Linked DNA regions of Sus scrofa: region 2 is linked to region 1. The links are chromatin contacts, called in public promoter capture Hi-C maps. All regions are on one chromosome and are shown on one strand. The core of a region is the stretch at or near the end of the contact, and the rest is flanking DNA. Distances in the headings are between cores, read along the strand shown. Region 1 holds the start of NFRKB (nuclear factor related to kappa-B-binding protein). Region 2 holds the start of LOC102165987 (proline-rich protein 18-like).

Region 1 (3,131 bases), core at 514-3,013:
AACCTAGGATCAAAGTAGATAAGAAACTTGCCCAACCCCAGAGGTACAACTGAAAAACCCACGATTGCAAACCCCTGGATAAACTGTCAATTTAAATCAGGAAAAAGAAGTATCTTAACATGACTTTACTAGTCCATACAAACTTTAGAGTCTCCACACACCTGACCAGGACAGCCAGCAAAGTCAGTGCCCAAGCCTCCTTCAGCTGGTCGGGCTGATATTTATAACCATGTAAATATAATACTATTTTTCTCCTTCCAGTAATAACTGAACACTGCTGGCTACCTTTAGAAAAGTATGTGGGAAACTTTTTCTTTCATCATAAGACTGATGATGGATGGAATCAGGTGCAAAGCTGAGGTCACAGGAGTGAACAAGTTAACAAGCCCATAGGCAGGCTGAACTCAATCACTCTACAAACATCTGCTAAATCCATTCTCTAGCTCTGATTCCTACCAAATGGAAAGAAAAAGATAGATTTAACAGTTAAATACCAAACTTCTAGCCTAATCTCAATGACTCTGGGCAAATCTTAACTGACTGGCTATCAAGTTCCTTATCTATAAGATGAAGGGGAGTTGGGTGAGGTCCTCTTCCCTGTTATTTCCAATCCTGGAATCCTGAAATGAATAATCTCCAGATGGATGCATTTATATAACTTCATGTAGTCATGTAATGACTTCTCACTCTGAAGCTCTCTAGTGATAAGGAGCAGACTTGTAATACTACTGCTAAAATAAGCACCTTTCCACTAACTAGTTCAAGATATCTGGAAGAGATGATGCCAGATCTATCTATGTAAAGATGCGGTGGAAAGACAGTGTTCAAAGCAGCTGTGTGGTCTCCAATTAACTGTGCCCAGTACCCTTCAGCTCTTGGTGAACTAACACTCCTGGTGCCTAAATAACTGAAGCAGGTGAGAAGAGCACATGGCATCAACGTTCATAAAACTTTTGAAAAGAAACAAAATGTAGATGCAACCTGACGCTCAGAATAAAGTCCTCTTAAGAGAACTGGCAAAGAACAGGCTAACAGCTGCAAAGCAGTGTTCTGACTCTTAGGAGGTTCACCTGTTTCACACTTGTTCACAAGTTTCTTCAATTACGGTGAATGGGTAGCTAAATTTACTCTAATCGAGTGGCAACCTTTGCCCCGGTACTATTCTGAAGAGAATCTCAAAATACAAAAAGCAGGCAGCTGCCAAAGGGTTGGAACCCCGGAAGCCAAGGATTTCTAAGTCTTGTGGGCTCCTGGAGCTCTCTACTAGACCAGGAAGGACTCTGCACCTCGGACAACCTTCCCTCCAGAATCCTCCCCAATACAGACGCTAAACCCTAGGCTGCTTCCGGAGCAACCGCCCACTCCAAATCCGTAGCCCCTGCTGCAAACCCTCCCTAGCGGCTCCGCTCCAGCCCAAGGCACGGGTCCCTCCCCCCCAAAGTGCACCTCCGCTGCCACGACCCCTCCCCCACGCCGTGCCTAACCCTAACCCCCACCTACCCGGGCCGCCCGGCTCCCATACACGCCCGCTCCCCTGCCCGGTGCCCACAGGAGCAGCGACCCTCGGAGACCCAGCCGTCCGCTCCCTCTTTCCGCTCCCCGGCAACACTTTAACCCTTTCGCCGCCCCTGGCCTGCCCTCACCTGCGCCGCGGGCGCGGGTCTCCAGACCCGCTGCGTTTCTCGGCCCGCGGGCTCCCGGACGCGCTCGCTCCCGCAAGGCGTCTCGGTGCGTGCACGCTCCGGGCTCAGGCGGCGGAAGGGGCGGGGCTGCGCTAGGCGGGGCCTCGAAGCGCCGGGGGCGGGGCGGGGCGGGGCAGGGCGAAGCCTGGAGCTCCTCGAGCCCTAGCTGCTGGGCGTGGCACTTCGGCTTGAGCTCTGCTGGTTGGACTTCGCTAGTTTAGAAGCTTCTAGTGTCTTACCTCCCGAATTGAGGTTCTAGTGTCTTACCTCCCGAATTGAGGTTCCGGAGCCCGTGAGTGAATGAATGCAGTTTTATTAGCTAACGTTTGCAGAGCGCATACCCTGCTCCAGGAACTATGCTGAGCACTTTTCATTCAGCATCTTTGTACCTCAGCTGCGTGCACTGTTTGTTCCCAATTTGCGATTTCTAAGTTTCAATGAGGATAACGCGGATCGGAGCCCGTGCCCCTCCACCTTACTTCTATCCCCCTCATCCCGCAGCGTGCACGGCCCCACCTCTCTCTCAGGTCCCTAGACCCTTGACGTCCGGGAAGTACGCACGTCGAAGAAATAATTTTAAATCACACTCAATAACCTTCCTCTTATTAAGAATCTGGATCCCTTTCTTCTTCTTCACTAGGTTTTATTTAGAATAGTTTCAAACTTCTTATTCCACAGCTACTTTCAACCAGTCGTGCAAAGACCATCCTCGGTTCTCCCGATTGGATGGAAATATTTCAGAGAGGCTGGCGGGCCAAACTAGAGTTCCTCCCTGGTTGGAAAATAGTGGTTTCCAAATGAAGCCATTCTAGTTCCTGTTACGTTGTTGGGAGGGATCTCGAATTAGAAACCACCAAGTAAAAGGGCCTGGAAACATCATTCCATAGTTGTCATCCCTAAACTCCCCAACCTTACATCTCTGACAACACCAGAGGGAACCCCAGTCAAAACAATGTAAGTTGTAATATTAAAAAAAAGAAAAGAAAAGAAAAAAGAGTTTCTGTGGTGGCGCAGCGGAAACGAATTTGACTGGGATCCATGAGGACTCAGGTTCCATCCCTGGCCTCACTCAGTGGGTTAAGGATCCGGTGCTGCGGTGAGCTGTGGTGTAGGTCGCAGATGCAGCTTGGACCTGGCATTGCTGTGGCTGTGGTGTAGGCCGGGTACAGCTCCAATTCGACCCCTAGCCCGGGAACCTCCATATGCCGCGAGTGGGCCCTAAAAAGGAAAAAAAAAAGTAATGATCTCAGAAACTTGTAACTTATACACATACAAACAAGAAGGACGTTTATTAAAAAAAAATATTTATTAATTTTTACACCTGCTGAATAGCACAAGACTATTAACACTATAACTCACTGAATGTACAATAAATGTTCACATTTAAATAACAGGATAGGGTCAACATTTTCAACCTGTGGGTCAGCTTTAGCATCTCATGAAGTGCTT
Region 2 (2,965 bases), core at 160-2,659, 360 kb after region 1:
TTAATAGATCTGATAGTCACCACTTTGATCAAGTGGCCACATTTAGTATTCGTAATAGTGTAGCAATGACATTAAATACCTCCTATATGATGTAACATGAAATACACCGCATCATCTATAAAATAATCTTTCCAAAGAAAGTTTTCCTCAAGCTAATCAGTTAGGTTTCTTTAGACCTAACTTTCAGTAACAGGAAATTCAGAGGGAGAGAGGAATAAATTAAATGACCCCACCAGGAAACAGACAAGCCTAATGTAAGTGGGAGAATTCTCTAAGACAACCGGTTTCATCAATTAAGTATCAGGAAAAAAAGGAGAGGAGGACACAGGATTTTTCAAAAAGGAACTAAGTGGGTAATTAACAAATGCAACTCAGGAATCTTGACTGAATACCGCTTGGGATTTCCCAAAACGACCTTGGAGTACTATGGAAATTTGCATATGGACTGTTAATTTAGAAAGGTGTTAATGCTATGTAGGGATTAGTAGAATGTCCATAGTTTTGGGAAACACTTGGGGAAATACTGGAGTGTCTTGGTGTTTGCAATTTACTTTCAAATAGTTAGAGAGACACACAGAAAGGGAAGAGAGGTGGGGGGGTCAATACCACAAAAATGCTAATCACTGAATCTAAGTATTGGAGTATTCACTACATTTTCCCTTAATTTCCGAGAGACTGGTATTTTTCACATTAAGTTTTTTAAAAGTATTCCTATACTGAGAGGCACAGTAGAAAACATTTCTACAATGGAATTATATCTGGGGACAAATTTCACTTCTATTACTAACTAGTTGTGTGGCCTAAGGCAAAGTTACTTAAAATTACTTAAGTTTCTGTCTCATCTATAAAACTCAAGTAATAATGTCTAAGTCATTAGGTTGTTCTAAGAATCAAATCAGATCACATGTGTAAAATGCCTAGTAGTGTAGCACAGAAAAAGTAAACCTGGTTTGCCTATTTAATGCTATCATTCTAAAATACAGGGCTATAGGAAAACATTCCTTTCATTATCGCCACATTCCACGATAAAGATACATTAGGTAAAATTAAAAGTCCATTGGCAGTTAAAGCGAAGTGACGGGGGTAAGTAAATGCATAATGAAGATTTATATAATATTTTTTAAAATCCAGTAATTCCAACTGAGACCCTCTAGGCAAAAAAATCTACCTACCCAAACCATTCGTATCTATCAAATTGTGAAGTCTGCTTTTGGTATTAGCCTCTATCCGAATAAAACATTAAGAAAATAAGTGGAAGTTAGAGACTTTCTTCCTGACCAACTGATAATCTACTTATACGTTTTCTTAAAAAAACGAAGTTTTTGTCTTCATTTCTATAAGTTCCAATAAAGCACACAATTTTTGGGCTTTATCCTAAATTCTAGTTAAGCATCATACAACTCACAAGCATGCAGTTTCCTTTCATCAGTGCTAACGTAACTCGTCATGTCACTCGCAGGTAACCCTTTTCCGGCTAGGCCAGCAGAAAATGACTAGAAGCAGACCCATCCTCAGGTAGGGAAGAAAAAAACGTGGGTTTTTTTGTTTTGTTTTTTAAATAAGTGTCGCCCTTTTTTTCCCCACTATCAGAAAAAGAAGCAGGGGAGAGGAGGGAACAGTCGGATCTCGGGCTCCCGGCACGACCAGGTGGGACGCTGACACCCCGCCTCCTCGGGGTTAGGGTGCTGGGCACACGCGCGTGCACACTGGGGGCGCCCTGGGAGATCGGGGCAATTTCTCCTGGACGTCAGGGCCCAGGTTCAGTCTCCTCCCTAAAGGATTAGATACCATTGAGAGCACCCGATAGGGTTCTCCCGGTTCCTTACCGTCCAGCGCCCAGATGGGAGACGCACGGTGGCAGCCCTCGGCGGGCGCGCGCGGCGAAAAAGGGCCGGCCCCCGCCCTCCCCTTCCCTCTTCGTTACCTGCGGGCGGCGGTGCCAGGGCCCGGAGGCCTGCTGCTCCTCCTCCTCCTCCCCTCCAGGCTGTGGCGGCGAGGTGGCGGCGGCGGCGGCGGCCCGGGGGAGGGGGCGGAGCGCGCGGCTCGCAGCCTCTCTCCTCCCCCGGGAGGCGGAGGGGACCCTATCTCGGGCCGCCGCGCCTAGGCCCGTGGACGGCCTGCGGCTGGGGCATGGCGGCCCCGAGCAGCGGCGTGCCTGCGAGGTGGGGGGCGAGAGGCGGCGGGAGGGAAGAGCGCCGAGGGCCTGAGGGGAGGAGCGAGGGGGCCCCGCGAGCCGCGCGAGCGGCCGTTGGGGGCGGTTGGCCGAGGGCAAGCGGTTTGGGGAGCGCGGCGACGGCTCGCGTTTTCCTGGCGGGTCGGGGTGGGGAAGGGGAAGGGGAGTGAGGGGAGGGGAGGGGGAGGTTGGGAGGGAGCCGCCGCCGCGCGCGTGCGGGACGGCGCCGCCGCTGTTGCCGCTCGGCTCACTCCAGCCTGTTTGGGGGCACTTTGTTTGTGTCCCACAATGCTCTGCGCGGGCGGCCGGGCTGGGGAAGGGGAGGGCAAGTGGGCGGGGCGGAGCGAGCTCGGGGGCGGGGCGCGAGCGGGGAGACACGGGTATTGCGCAGCCGCAGAAAAGGCCGCTCCCAGTTCGGGGCTTGAACTGTGGGCGACTCGGCCTCCTGACACCCGCGGGTTTTGACACCGCTCGTGCATCTTTGCGTCTGTGCACACGTGCTGATTTACCGATACACACCGCCCAGACCCTGGCCAATTCGCTTTTCCTCTACCCGTCCAAAGCCGCCTTCCCGTTAGCCCTGACAAACATTTCTGGGCATGGTTCACGCTTCTTGTCTTTTTTTGTTTTCTTTGAACTAAAACCGAAAGAAACTCCTGTTTTCTCGAGTGGTTTCTGTAGCGGGGTTGAACCGGAACACCCCAGGCGCTTTCTCTTGGTGAGGGAGCTGAGCTGGTAGTGGGCCCATTTCTCGCACACGGAAACTGAGGCCTGCGGAGAGGCGGCCTTGAC

Evidence for each region. Promoter capture Hi-C pulls out the DNA fragments that hold promoters and counts their contacts.
Region 2: a contact with region 1 is called in a promoter capture Hi-C map of fetal liver, with 3 times the contacts expected there. The contact joins the promoter of LOC102165987 here to the promoter of NFRKB in region 1. A contact is called at or near these places in 2 of 5 promoter capture datasets (fetal liver and liver), 1 of 47 Hi-C or Micro-C datasets (blood) and 1 of 2 datasets of contacts at active chromatin or transcription factors (alveolar macrophages).

What each region holds. Positions count from the first base shown.
Region 1 is chr9:56,654,305-56,657,435 of Sscrofa11.1, forward strand. NFRKB (nuclear factor related to kappa-B-binding protein) reads right to left here and starts at 1,764. Exons shown (of 26, transcript XM_021063150.1): 1 at 1,644-1,764. It overlaps PRDM10 (PR domain zinc finger protein 10), which reads right to left. Exons shown (of 22, transcript XM_013979568.2): 22 at 2,966-3,131.
Region 2 is chr9:57,015,372-57,018,336 of Sscrofa11.1, forward strand. It overlaps LOC102165987 (proline-rich protein 18-like), which reads left to right and starts at 1,410. Exons shown (of 3, transcript XM_021063955.1): 1 at 1,410-1,436; 2 at 1,834-2,162. The coding sequence starts at 1,410. The region is part of intron 1 of ZBTB44 (zinc finger and BTB domain-containing protein 44); the gene reads right to left.